Regions from separate parts of the Sus scrofa genome. Here region 1 is linked to region 2. The links are chromatin contacts, called in public HiChIP or PLAC-seq maps. All regions are on one chromosome and are shown on one strand. Each heading gives the region's core, a stretch centred on a gene start, on an enhancer-like site or on the middle of the called end of the contact. The rest is flanking DNA. Distances are from core to core; before and after follow the strand shown.

Region 1 (6,386 bases), core at 2,491-4,990, 140 kb after region 2:
CAACCCAAGCCATAGCAGTGACAATGCTAGATCCTTAAACCCCTGAACCACCAGGTAACTCCCTCGATACATTTTTCCCCCTCTTTGGCTGCCCCAAGGCATGCAGAGTTCCCAGGCCAGGGATCAGATCTGAGCCACCGTTGCAACCTAAGCCACAGCTGTGACAACCGAGGATCCTTAACTTCATCCCAGCATCCCCAAGATACCGCTGATTCCCTTGCACCACAGTGGGAACTCTGATTCATTATTTTTCATTTTATTTATTTTTTATTTTTTTGTCTTTTGTTCTTTTTTTAGGGCCACACCCGCAGCATATGGAGGTTACCAGGCTAGGGGACTAATCAGAGCTGTAGCCACTGGCCTACACCAGAGCCCCAGCAACGCCAGATCCGAACCATGTCTGTGACCTACAGCACAGCTCACAGCAACGCCGGATCCTTAACCCACTGAGTGAGACCAGGGATTGAACCTGAGACCTCATGGTTCCTAGTAGGTTTCATTTCCGCTGAGCCACAACGGGAACTCCTAATTCATTATTTTTTTTTTTTTTTTTTGTCTTTTTGCTATTTCTTGGGCCGCTCTGAGGCATATGGAGGTTCCCAGGCTAGGGGTCGAATCGGAGCCATAGCCACCAGCCTACGCCAGAGCCACAGCAACGCGGGATCCGAGCCACGTCTGCAACCTACACCACAGCTCACGGCAACGCCAGATCGTTAACCCACTGAGCAAGGGCAGGGACCGAACCCTCAACCTCATGGTTCCTAGTTGGATTCGTTAACCACTGCGCCATGACGGGAACTCCTAATTCATTATTTTTTAAAGTAATGCCATAAGGAGATATATTGCACCCATCAGAATAGCTAAATTGAAAAGACTGGCAATGCCAAAAGCTAAGGAGAATGTGAAAGAACTGGAAATTTCTTACATTGCTAGTGAGGATGTAAATTGGTAAAACACTTTAAAGAACTATTTGGCAAGTTCTTATAAAATTAAATCTACAACAACTCTATGATCCAGCAATTCCACTCCTTTACCTAAGAGAAATAAAACTCAGGTCCAGGAGTTCCCATTGCACCTCAACAGGTTACAAACCCAGCTAATATCTATGAGGATACAGGTTTGATCCCTGGCCTTGCTCAAGTGGGTTAAGGATCTGGCATCGACGCAAGCTGTGGCATGGGTCGCGTAGATGGGCCTCAGATCTGGCGTTTGCTATAGCTGTGGTGTAGGCTCCCGTCTACAGGTCCGAGTCAATCCCTAGCCCTGGAACTTCCATCCGCCACAGGTGTGGCTCTAAAAAAAAAAAAAAAACAAAACAAAAAAACCAAAAAACCAAAACAAAAACCAAAACCCACCCAAAAACTCAGGTCCACAAAAAGATTGAGATATTCAGAATGTAATACTAGCCCCAAACTGGCAACCCAAATGTCCAGCAACAGAAAAATGGATAAACAAATTATGGTATGGCTATATAAAAATACTACTTATCAATGAAAAGAAAAAAATTACTAATCATACAATATGTATGAATCTCAAGAAGACTATGCTGAATGAAAGAAACCATTCTTAGGAAAGTTATTCTGTATTCTTTAGTTTATATTAAGTTCTAAAACAGGCAAATATATCCAGGATGATAGAAATGGGAACAGCGGTTACCTGGGATGGGAGGCGAGATTCATTGGGAAGGGACTTTCCTGTGGGGCTGCTCCGGTGTAGGTTACAGGGGTGTTTTAATTTTGTTGAAATTCATTTTGTGGAACTGCATGTTTAAGTTCTGTCTGTGCATTTCATTAAAGGTAAAGTATACCTCAAATTTTTTTTAAAGGTTTTTTATTTTTATTTTTTTATTTTTTGGGGTTTTTTTTTGCTATTTTTTGGGGCCGCTCCCACGGCATATGGAGGTTCCCAGGCTAGGAGTCTAATCGGAGCTGTAGCCACCAGCCTACGCCAGAGCCACAGCAACTCGGGATCCGAGCCGCGTCTGCAACCTACAGCACAGTTCACGGCAACGCCGGATTGTTAACCCACTGAGCAAGGACAGGGACCGAACCCGCAACCTCATGGTTCCTAGTCGGATTCGTTAACCACTGCGCCACGACGGGAACTCCTCAACTTTTTTTAAAAAAGCAGGAGTTCCCGAAGCTCCTTTCATGGCTAGCACTTACCAACCCGACAAGGATGCATGAGGATGTGGGTTCAATCCCCGACCTCAGTCAGTGGGTTAAGGATCTGACGTTGCCTTGAACTGTGGTGTAGGTCACAGACACTGTTTGGATCCTCCATTGCTGTGGCTGTGGTGTAGGCTGGCAGCTGCAGCTCCAATTTGACCCCTAGCCCAGGAACTTCCATATGCCTCAGATGCGTCCATAAAAAAAAAAAGTATTTGAATGCAGAAAGTTATTGCCTACTACTATCCTGTGTGACAGGATAACTCCAGGAGTGTGTAGGTGTGTGGGAGCAAGCAGGGAAGACCTTTATTTAAGTGAGACTTTAAAGATCTGAAGAAGGCAGGCGTTCCCGTCGTGGCGCAGTGGTCAACGAATCCCACTAGGAACCATGAGGTTGTGGGTTCAATCCCTGGCCTTGCTCAGTGGGTTAAGGATCCGGCGTTGCTGTGAGCTGTGGCGTAGGTTGCAGACACAGCTCGGATCCCTTGTTGCTGTGGCTCTGGTGTAGGCCTGTGGCTACAGCTCCAATTCGACCCCTAGCTTCGGAATCTCTATGTGCTGTGGGAGCAGCCTTAGAAAAGGCAAAAAGACAAAAAACAAACAAACAAAACAAAAATCTGAAGAAGGCAAAGAATCGTCCTGCAAAGTGGGATGAAAGGAAAGAGGTGAACTTTAGCTAGCTTTTTATCAGTGGAGACTTTCCAAAGCCAACCACCTAGCATTCACTTTGTGCCTGCAGCTTTCATAGCTGTGTTTTCACAGTTAATCTCCCAGCAGAGTTCCTTTCTGCAGCGGAAAGGAATCCCACTAGGAGCCATGAGGTTGTGGGTTCTATCCCTGGCCTCACTCAGTGGGTCAAGGATCCGGCGTTGCCATGAGCTGTGGTGTAGGTCGCAGACACAGCTCGGATCCTGAGTCGCTGTGGCTCTGGCGTAGGTCGGCAGCTACAGCTCCTATTGGACCCCCTAGCCTGGAAATCTCCATGTGCCTCGCGTGTGGCCATATTGAGAAGAAAAAAAAAATTAATCTCCCAGCAACAGTGATCAGCATTTTGGCTCCCATTTTACAAGTGAGCAAACTAAGGTACAGGGAAGACAAAAGAATTGCTCAACGCCAACGAGGACGTGGCAGGAGCCAGGTTTCAGGGCTGCAGATTTGGTGTCATGGTCCCAAACCGTAACCTGAAACATTAACCACAGACTCTCCAGGTTGGGAGGGCTAGAGCAAAGGAATGTTCTATGGAACAAAAGAAGGGCTGGGCCGGCGCGATCGCACCTCCCACCTCCCCAGGCGCCAACCGCCAGTCCTACAGGGAGGATAGGGTGCGGGTGGAGGCGCCAAGGTCCGGTTCCACTTTGCTGAGTCAGCGACTCCCAAAACCGGCGGGTTGGCTGTGGAACAAAGGGAGTCCGCGGGGCGAAGGGGTGGGGCTCGAGCCGGGAAAGCTGGAGTTGGAGAGCGGCGGCCAGGCTCGACCCGGGAGACCGGGCGGGAGCGGCCGGGTTCAGAGAGGGGTGGGCGGGGCCCTCTCTGAAGGAACTAGGCGGGGCTGGGAAGAGCCGGAAGCGGGGGCGAGGCGCTCCTTGAGGGGTGGGGCTGGAGGCGGGGCCCAAGCTCCGGGAGCGGCGGGCGGGAGGGACCCTATGGGGCGGAAGGCGGGAGGTCGGAAGGGGCACGATGGGCGGGGCCGAGGGCCAGTCGCCGAGGCCCTGGACTTTTCCAGGACGCTGCTAGCTCCACAGCCTCCCCTGCTGGTCCCCGCCGGAATGGCCGCCCTGCGGACCCGGAGGTCCGAGACTCTGCTGAGCCTTGCGGCAAGTCCTTCCCCCTGCGTGGATGCTGCTTCCTCTCCTATGAAATGATGACCACCCGCCAACCCTTAACAAACATGTATTTTGTATTTGCTCAAAAGAACTGTACTAATCACAGTGTGTAATTATCTTGTTTTTACTTTTTGGTTGTTTTCGTCTTCCCTGAGACTGTAGGTAGGCCCTGATCTTGCTCACCACTGTGTTTGCAGTGCACAGCACTGGTGGGTGGTAGGTGGACAACTGTTGGATGAATGGATGTGAATATTAGACATCTGTCTGAAAAGTGCCTCTTCTACCAGGAGATTTTCTTTTGGGTTTTTTTTTGATTTGTTTGTTTGTTTTGTCTTTCTCTCTTTTTAGGGCCGCACCCGAGGCATATGGAAGTTTCCAGGCTAGGGGTCGAATCGGAGCTTCAGCTGCTGGCCTACGCCACAGCCACAGATGCCATCGGCCAGATCCGAGCCGCATCTACGACCTACACCACAGCTCATGGCGACGCCAGATCCTTAACCCACTGAGCGAGGCCAGGGATCGAACCCAAAACCTCATGGTTCATAGTCGGATTTGTTTCTGCTGCACCACAATAGGAACTCCTACCAGGAGATTTTCATCCAGCTCACCCCCTCCAGGTTTTCCAGGTGTTTTCCCTGCCCCCTTACTCATCTTTTTCCAGTTTGTCCCACAGATCCTCCAAAATTCTTCTCACCCTGTATGTAGAGCCTGTTCCATTTTCTCCAGCCCCTATTCCCAAATGCATCTACAAATCCAGCTCCCCCAGAAATTTAGAAGAAACAAGAGAGCTACTCTATTAAGCATAGGGTTTTTGTTTCCTTTTTTTTTTTTTTTTTTATGGCCTAACCCATAGCATATGGAAGTTCCTGGGCAAGGGATGGAATCCCAGCCACAGCTGCAACCTACACCACAGCTCTAGCAAAGGCAGACCCTTAACCCACTGCTCCACAGGAGGAACTCCACACAGTGGTGGTTTTCAATGTCCCCAGAAGCTCCCATTGTGGCTCAGTGGATTAAAAACACATCATAGTGTCCATAAGGATGCGGGTTTGATCCCTGGCCTTGCTCAGTGGGTTAAGGATGAGGCGTTGCCTCGAGCTGCAGCAAAGGTCACAGATGCAGCTCGGATTTGGTGATGCTGTGGCTGTGGCATAGACCAGCAGCTGCAGCTCCAGTTCAACCCTTAGCCTGGGAACTTCCATATGCCTAATAAATAAATAAACAAACATCCATTATCATTTCACCCCTAGTACACTGTACAAGTCTTGGCACAGTAGGAGTTGAGGCTACACATGTATTAAATGCAGCGGAATGGAGAGACTTTAGATGATGTGACAGATTAAAGTTGATCACAGATTCTTCGCCAATCCTCTTATTAAAAGGTAGAGTCAGGGAGTTCCTGTTGTGGCTCAGCAGTAATGAATCTGACTAGTATCCATGAGGACACAACTTTGATCCCTGGCCTTGCTAAAGATCTGGCGTTGCCATAAGCTGTGGTATAGTTTGCAGATGCAGCTCAGACCCTATGTTGCTGTGGCTGTGGTATAGGCCAGCGCCTATAGCTCTGATTTGACTCCTAGCCTGGGAACTTTTGTATGCCATGGGTTTGGCCCTAAAAAAAAGGTATGGTCAGTGGTTTCATTGGCTGCTCTTTTTTTTTTTTTTTTTTAAGGGTGGAAGTTCCCAGGCTAGAGGTTGAATTTGGAGCTGCAGCTGCCAGTCTACACCACAGCCACAGCAACAGCAACGTTGGATCCTTAACCCACTGAGCGAGGCCAGGGATGAAACCTGCATCCCTGAACATTAAGTTGAGGTTCTTAGCCCACCGGGCCACGATGCTGACTCCTTAAGCCATTAAGTATTTAGGTTGATTTGTTATGCAGCAGTAGGACAGGAACAGAGGGAGCAAGCCCTTTGGGGAGCCAGACCAAGGAGGCTGGCTGGGCCACCACTAGGACTCAGGAGGGCAGGTGAGTGACACCCTGATGGGAAAAGGAAAGCAATAAGAACATCATTTGCACCCTGACAGACCTGTGGCTGGAGGGACAGGCAGTGGTGGCCGCCCCACCTCTCCCTGGCTGGCCCAAGCAGAACGAGTCCTTGGTGATCTACAACATTGGCCTCCCAATGGAGGTGATGATGTACCTTGTACTGATGCCATGGGACAGTAGGGTACATATATATTGAGTTTCTACTGAGTACTGGGCACTGATGCATGGTTCCTTACAAACCCAGTGCAACCCAGGGGGAGAGTGAGTGAGCGAGCGAGCGAGCGAGAGAGAGAGATGTGTGCAAATAACAGGTCTGCATGCATAAAACCAAGGCTTGGAGAGGGATGGTGATTTGTCCTGGGGGCAGTGCTGGGATTGGAGCCTGTGTCGCCTGTTTCAAAGCT
Region 2 (6,332 bases), core at 1,331-3,830:
ACAAATGCAAAGCCTATTGTTTTGGCAAAACACCAGGCATGGACAGATCTTAGAAAATCCCACCTTATCAATTAATTCACAATCTTTGTGGTATGGCCTACACTAGACCCAATTCTTTAAAAAGACACATAGGGAGGGAAAAAGAAAACTAAAAATAAAAATAAAACTAAATCAAAACATAAACCCATAGCCCCCATTCAAAAATCAGAAGTGTAAAACATACAAACCTAAAATCTTTGACGTCTGCGTCAATCCCATTCTGCACTGGTAAACCATTGGTCTTGTCCATCACATCACCCTCCTCCTTCAAATCTCCTAGCTTATCTCCATCAAACGTACCCTTGTTCTTCTTTTCACCTTTGTCGTTTTCATCACTGTCTGCATCCCTTGGGCCCTGTTTAAAAAATAGCTTCAGCTTCACTAATCATTATTAACTAGTAATAGTGGGCAGCCACTATGGACACCAAGCTACACTAGATGCTAATTAGAACAGGATAGTGCCCATGCCCTTTCAAGACATTACAATCTAATTAACAGACAACACAGAGGCAGGAACACTGCAGAATGTCTTGCCAAATGGGGGAGACAGACATACATTTATGTTACAGAGTTTAGGACAGTCTTATCAGGCCCAATATCCCACCACCCCATTTTTTTCCTTTCTACCCCAAGCCCAACCACAACTTTGTATCTCTTAGTTCTACTTCTCTCCTCTCAAATCTAACTCTACATAACAGCACGACTCCTAGTAAGCCCAGGAGTGACAGTTAAGAGCATAGTTAAAAAGTGGTAAGCCTATAAAATGAATTTCCTACTTCGCCACTGCCTATGTAAATTCAGCCCTTACTTCTGAATATTGGGCTAAGTGTGGTCTAACATTATTCCAATTCAATTACTCTGTACATTTCATCTTGGGATATATGACCTGCCAATCTGTACCACCACCACCCCAGTTCCACAATGTCTCACACTTTATTGCATCAATAATTCACCGATCATCCTTAACTTGAATTTTTTAATCCTTCAAAACATGTTACATGTAACCGTGAAATTCTCTCACAAAGAGTACTCTAAAAAGTGTTTATTGGTTGTCTTCCAGTGCCTGTCTCTTAGTAGGGAGACTTCAAGCGAGCATGTTAAGCTGAAGCATTGACACAATAGAATCTACCTCTCAACTGCTTCAAACTACAAAGATTGAAAGACTGGACCTAAAAGAACTGACATGGTGCCAAGCACACTGATGTCCTGTTTTCTAAGGAAATTCAGCCTACCTCCTCTTACCAACATCCTAAGACAAGGCCTGGACATTTAAAGCAAATGTGTCTTGGTTTCCAAAAGGAAAAGGTTTGGTATAGTGACCTGACATGGTACAGAGAGCTTTGCAAAACTAAACTGAAGGGTTAGGTAATTGTGGCTTTTGTAAAACTAAAGAGAGGTGACCTCGCTTGTCCCCAGCACAGACTTCTGCTTTAAGAAACAAACAAATACACCTGCACCAAAAGAAAGCTCCAGGTAAGAAGTAAGATCCAATCAGAACATGATGAGAGCTACTGTACAGCATTTGAGTCACCATAACCAAAATTTCACTGAGCAGGGGGGGAAATCACAAATGGAAGCTCAAGTAGCAGACACTCTGTTGTGAAGAGGTAGGCCTGTAAATGCAAAATAGATATTCTCAAAGTAGTTCTTCACCACCTCTGGCCCAGAAAGACCAGACTCAGGAATCTTCACAATCTTGGACCTTATAAATACCAGTTCAAAGCCCATTTTACTTTCAAATCATTCTTTGCTCAAAAAAGACAGAAAAAGAAAGATCTCATGGCTAATATGAATAGAGGAACATACAAGAAGGAACTGAAAAGGAATACACAATTTAAGGTTCATGTGGCAATAAGATGTAAACTATAGTTCTGGTTCTGGCAGCAAATGAGATATGACTTTCACATCTTCTAAGTGTAAGACCGTTATTGATTCAAAAGGAGTAAGTAACAGCCAATTAAGCACGGAGATCCCAAACCAGATGTGGGAATATGACAGGATTCTAAAAACAAGAAGAGCTTTCAAAATGTCCAGAGGTACAGCTCCCCCTCCCACAGAGGTAAAACTGACAGAAGCTATGTACTCATTTTCATATCCCCAGCACTGATTATAGAGTGCCAAGCAGAAGCTCAAAAACTACGACAAGGAAAACCGAAATGATCCAAAAAACCCTGCAAAACTAACTGCTAAAATAAGAAGGATCCTCCCATCATTTTTATCACCAGGCGTCCAGGAGGTGGTGATAACTCTACCTGAATTAAACACCACTAATGTTAACAATAAAAAAGTATCAGAAGATCATCCTACCAACAACACACTTAAGTGATCATCCACAACTCTATAAATCAAGTCACAGACTCAGGAAGAGCAAGTTCCACTCCAATTTTTCACAAGGAGTTCAAAAGGGCTATAGTCAAAAATGGGAAGGAAATGCAATAAAGCAACAGTAGGAAGTTTCACCGACAAGAAAGAAATCTGGGTACAGAACAGACTCACTCACCAAATGAACATTCTTCATGATCTCTCCTCAGTGACCCTTCACGAGGGCTTGCCAAAAAGCTATTCCCCTTCTGTATGCCAAATGTTCTGGCCTGAACACTCATCACTAAGCTTACATTCTCAATTATACTGCCAAGGGCTAGATTTTCAAAGATATCCCTGGAATGAGCTGGTTTTTGCCAATAGTGTATAGTCTATTATGTAAAATACAGCTACCTGGTTCTCCACTCTGAACAGTCTATTAATGCTACAGCAGAACAACAGGTTCCTTCTATTTGTTGGTGAGGGACTTCCACACTTAATCTGGATGGAATACATGGGGTATTTTCAATGTGCAGAAATTAATGAAGATGAATATTTATGACCTGTATCCTTTCATATACATGGGTCATATTTCAATAGAACGTTTTAACAATTCAGTAAATCAATAAAAGCCCTAAATTAAAATAATTGACATGAAGCCTAATTTCTGAATGACACCAAAAGCACAAAGAAAGCTATTCTGTCCAAGGTCTATTATTAAGAGAATAACAGGAGTTCCTGTTGTGGCTCAGGGGATTAAGAATCTGACATAGTGTCCGTGAGGATTCAGGTTTGATCCCTGGCCTCGCTCAGTGGGTTAAGGATCTAGCATTGCCACAAAGCTCGCAGATGCAGCTCGGATCTTGAGTTGCTGTGGCTGTGGCTGTGGCTGACAGCTATGGTTAAAATTTGACCCTAGCCCAGGAACTCCCATATGCCTTGGGGGTGACCATAAAAGGGAAAAAAAGAGATAGAGAAATACAGAACACAGGGTTTAAAATCATAAAAATTATCTCTTAGAAATCTAAAGACCCTACAGAGAGAATAAAGGTAAAAATGGGCTGATATGTTTTATGGTATTCTCAAGTTGTTTTTAGGTTTTTTTTGTTGTTTTCAAAGGCCACACTCAAGGCATATGGAAGTTCCCAGGCCAGGGACTGAACCTGAGCAGCAGCTGTGACACTGGCTCCTTTAAACCACTCCGCTGAGCCAGGGATCAAACCCACGCCTCTGCAGCAACCCAAGGCACTGCAGTCATATTCTTAACCCATTGCATCACAGCAGAAACGCCTCAAAAGTTTTTAATGTTTAAGAGAAGGTATTCATAGCCATAGGATCTTTAGGAAAATACTAACACAGACAATACAGAAACTACAGTCTATCTCAACTGCTAACACTTACTGGTATTAGTATTTACTGGACTTTGAACAGGTCATTAAACCTGAGTCTTTAGTTTTCTTGTCTATAAAACAGGGATCATTTTGTTTAAAACAGAGCAGTTATAAACATCAATAAAATGATACATATGGAAAAGTTTTATAAAGTACAAACCATTTTATACAAATGTAATATACTAGTAAAAACTATACACTGGGGCAGTATTTCCTATGTAACATTATCTATGATATTAAGATTAAAAATCTTCACTGATCCCATTTAGGGATAAATGTACAGAGCCAATCTGGCACCGCCAGAGAGACAGTCGTTTTCACAATGCAGTGTGGCTCTATGGTTGGTATTGAACATCACAATCTTTTTAAATTTTACAAATGTCTGGGCTTTCTCCCAGAGATTCTTGATTTAACTGGTCTGTAGAGGCTCCCACAAATGTTTTTAAAAGCTTTTTCTTCAAATGAGCACTCACAATTAAGTACTGTTTAAGTCCAAATTTCATCCTAAAGGCAGAAGTTAGGTTTTGCTTTTTGTCAATATTACCTAGCACATATTAAGACTAAAAAAAGTCTATTAGATAAAAGAAATAAAAACCAAAGCATTAATAGAATTCTTTTGTTGTGGGCTTCCTTAGATGACTGTTAGGCCAAAGCTATAACTCAAACAAAGGCCTCAATGAGTGCTCAAAATGCAATTGGCCAAGCCCAATCAAAATCTCTAGAATGGAGCCAAGGAGTCTAGACAGCTCAGACCCCAGATCTACACAGAGATGGAGAAATATGTTCTGTCGCTAGAAATCAAAGAACTGGGAGAGGAGCAGGCAGAGAGAAGAACCACGTACTATGGAGGTCAGAATCTATCCATTCATCCAGGTTCCTCAAAAGGCTCACATAACAGGAGGAATACTTCAGGGAATATCTATTTATTCTGAATGAAGTCAGATAAATGAGGACTTAATTTCTCCTGTTATTATTACAAGACCTCACCATAAAGCTCCATTATGACAGAGGTCATGACATTCAATGAAATTAGTAATTTTCTTCCCTTTTTTCTAAAAAGAAATCTTTTGTGTATTTGCTTGACAAACCTGACTACAGAAATGACAACATTAACTAAAATACTGGTTACCCCTGTGTACACTTCTCAGTTTTTCAAAAAATGCCCCCAAAAAAACAAAATGCCAATTTTCTTTAAAGTTCAGCAATTTATAGCCCCACTAGCAATAAAAAATTTCAAATATTAGGAGTTCCCGTAGTGGCTCAGTGGTTAACGAATCCAACCAGGAACCATGAGGTTGAGGGTTCGATCCCTGGCCTTGCTCAGTGGGTTAAGGATCTAGTGTTGCTGTGAGCTGTGGTGTAGGTCGCAGATGCGGCTCAGATCCCGCATTGCTGTGGCTGTGACATAGGCCAGTGGCTACAGCTCCAATTCGACCCCTAGCCTGGGAACCTCCATATGCCATGGGAGCGGCCCAAGAAATGGCAAAAAAAGACCAAAAAAAAAATATATATATATCAAATATTAAAAAGAATAAGTTTGAAATTAGTAGTCATTTGAATTACTTTTAAAGTAACATACTGGAATTCCCGTCATGGCACACTGGAAACAAAACCAACTAGGAACCATGAGGTTGCAGGTTCCATCCCTGGCCTCAGTGGGTTAAGGATTCAGCGATGCCGTGAGCTGTGGTGTAGGTCAAAGATGTGGCTCAAATCTGGAATTGCTGAGGCTCTGGCATAGGCTGGGGGCTAAACCTCCAATTAGACCCCTAGCCTGGGAACCTCCATATGCCACGGGTATGGCCTTAAAAAGACAAAAAGACCAAAAAATAAAAATAAAAAATTAAGTAATATATTAAATATGACCCTTTGAGAGAAACTACTAAACAAGCCAGTGTAGCATATATTATAGTAGAAAGCAATACAGCTAAACACTGAAATTAGAACAAAATTTGAATTCAAATCCCACAACTTCCCTTCTAAGCTTCATTTTCCTCATCTATAAATCCATAGGAACAACAATATCTACCTCAAAGGGTTGCTCCAGGTATTAAATAAGGCAATACATGAGTGTACAATTCCTTTTGAAAAATTCTTGGCATTCCCGCTGTGACACAGTGGGTTAAGAATCCGACGACAGCAGCTCAGGTTGCTGCAGAGGTGCAGGTTCAGTCCCTGGCCAGTTTGATCCCTGGCCCAGTGCAGTGGGTTAAAGGATCTGATGTTGCTGTGGCTGTTACAGGTCACAGCTGCGGCTCAGATTCAATCCCTGGCCCAGGAACTTCCATTCTGTGAGTGCAGCCATTAAAAATAAAAACTCTTAAAAATAATTTATCTATTTTTCCCACTGCCTTTCTTAGATACATGTACCCTCACCTCCACCCCCCTTAAAACTTCAAATTTGCCAGACATCTTATGATTTTACCTCATGACTCTAAGCATTAAACCCTCCGTCTCACTGATTTTTCTGAAATATCTGTACAGAATCAAGTCACCACGAATTACTACATTTCATCAAATCTGAGATACCATCAATTTATAGGACATACCATCATTTTATGTGATGCTAGAAAGGAAAACACTGGCAATTAAACTATATCA

Evidence for each region. HiChIP or PLAC-seq counts read pairs in DNA pulled down with a chosen protein or histone mark.
Region 1: an H3K27ac HiChIP or PLAC-seq map of alveolar macrophages shows a contact between it and region 2. The contact joins two enhancer-like sites. A contact is called at or near these places in 2 of 47 Hi-C or Micro-C datasets (both in embryonic fibroblasts) and 1 of 2 datasets of contacts at active chromatin or transcription factors (alveolar macrophages).

What each region holds. Positions count from the first base shown.
Region 1 is chr6:87,752,956-87,759,341 of Sscrofa11.1, forward strand. No RefSeq gene overlaps it. Among named protein-coding and RNA genes, the nearest start is that of PUM1, 69 kb to the left of the region's middle. Within about 2 kb of position 3,741, at least 68 of the 83 cell types and tissues checked have an H3K27ac peak or open chromatin away from gene starts, as enhancers often do. A contact at or near this core is called in alveolar macrophages, where this site is marked.
Region 2 is chr6:87,617,326-87,623,657 of Sscrofa11.1, forward strand. It overlaps PUM1 (pumilio homolog 1), which reads right to left. Exons shown (of 22, transcript XM_021095736.1): 6 at 228-394. Among named protein-coding and RNA genes, the nearest start is that of PUM1, 67 kb to the right of the region's middle. Within about 2 kb of position 2,581, at least 2 of the 83 cell types and tissues checked have an H3K27ac peak or open chromatin away from gene starts, as enhancers often do. A contact at or near this core is called in alveolar macrophages, where this site is marked.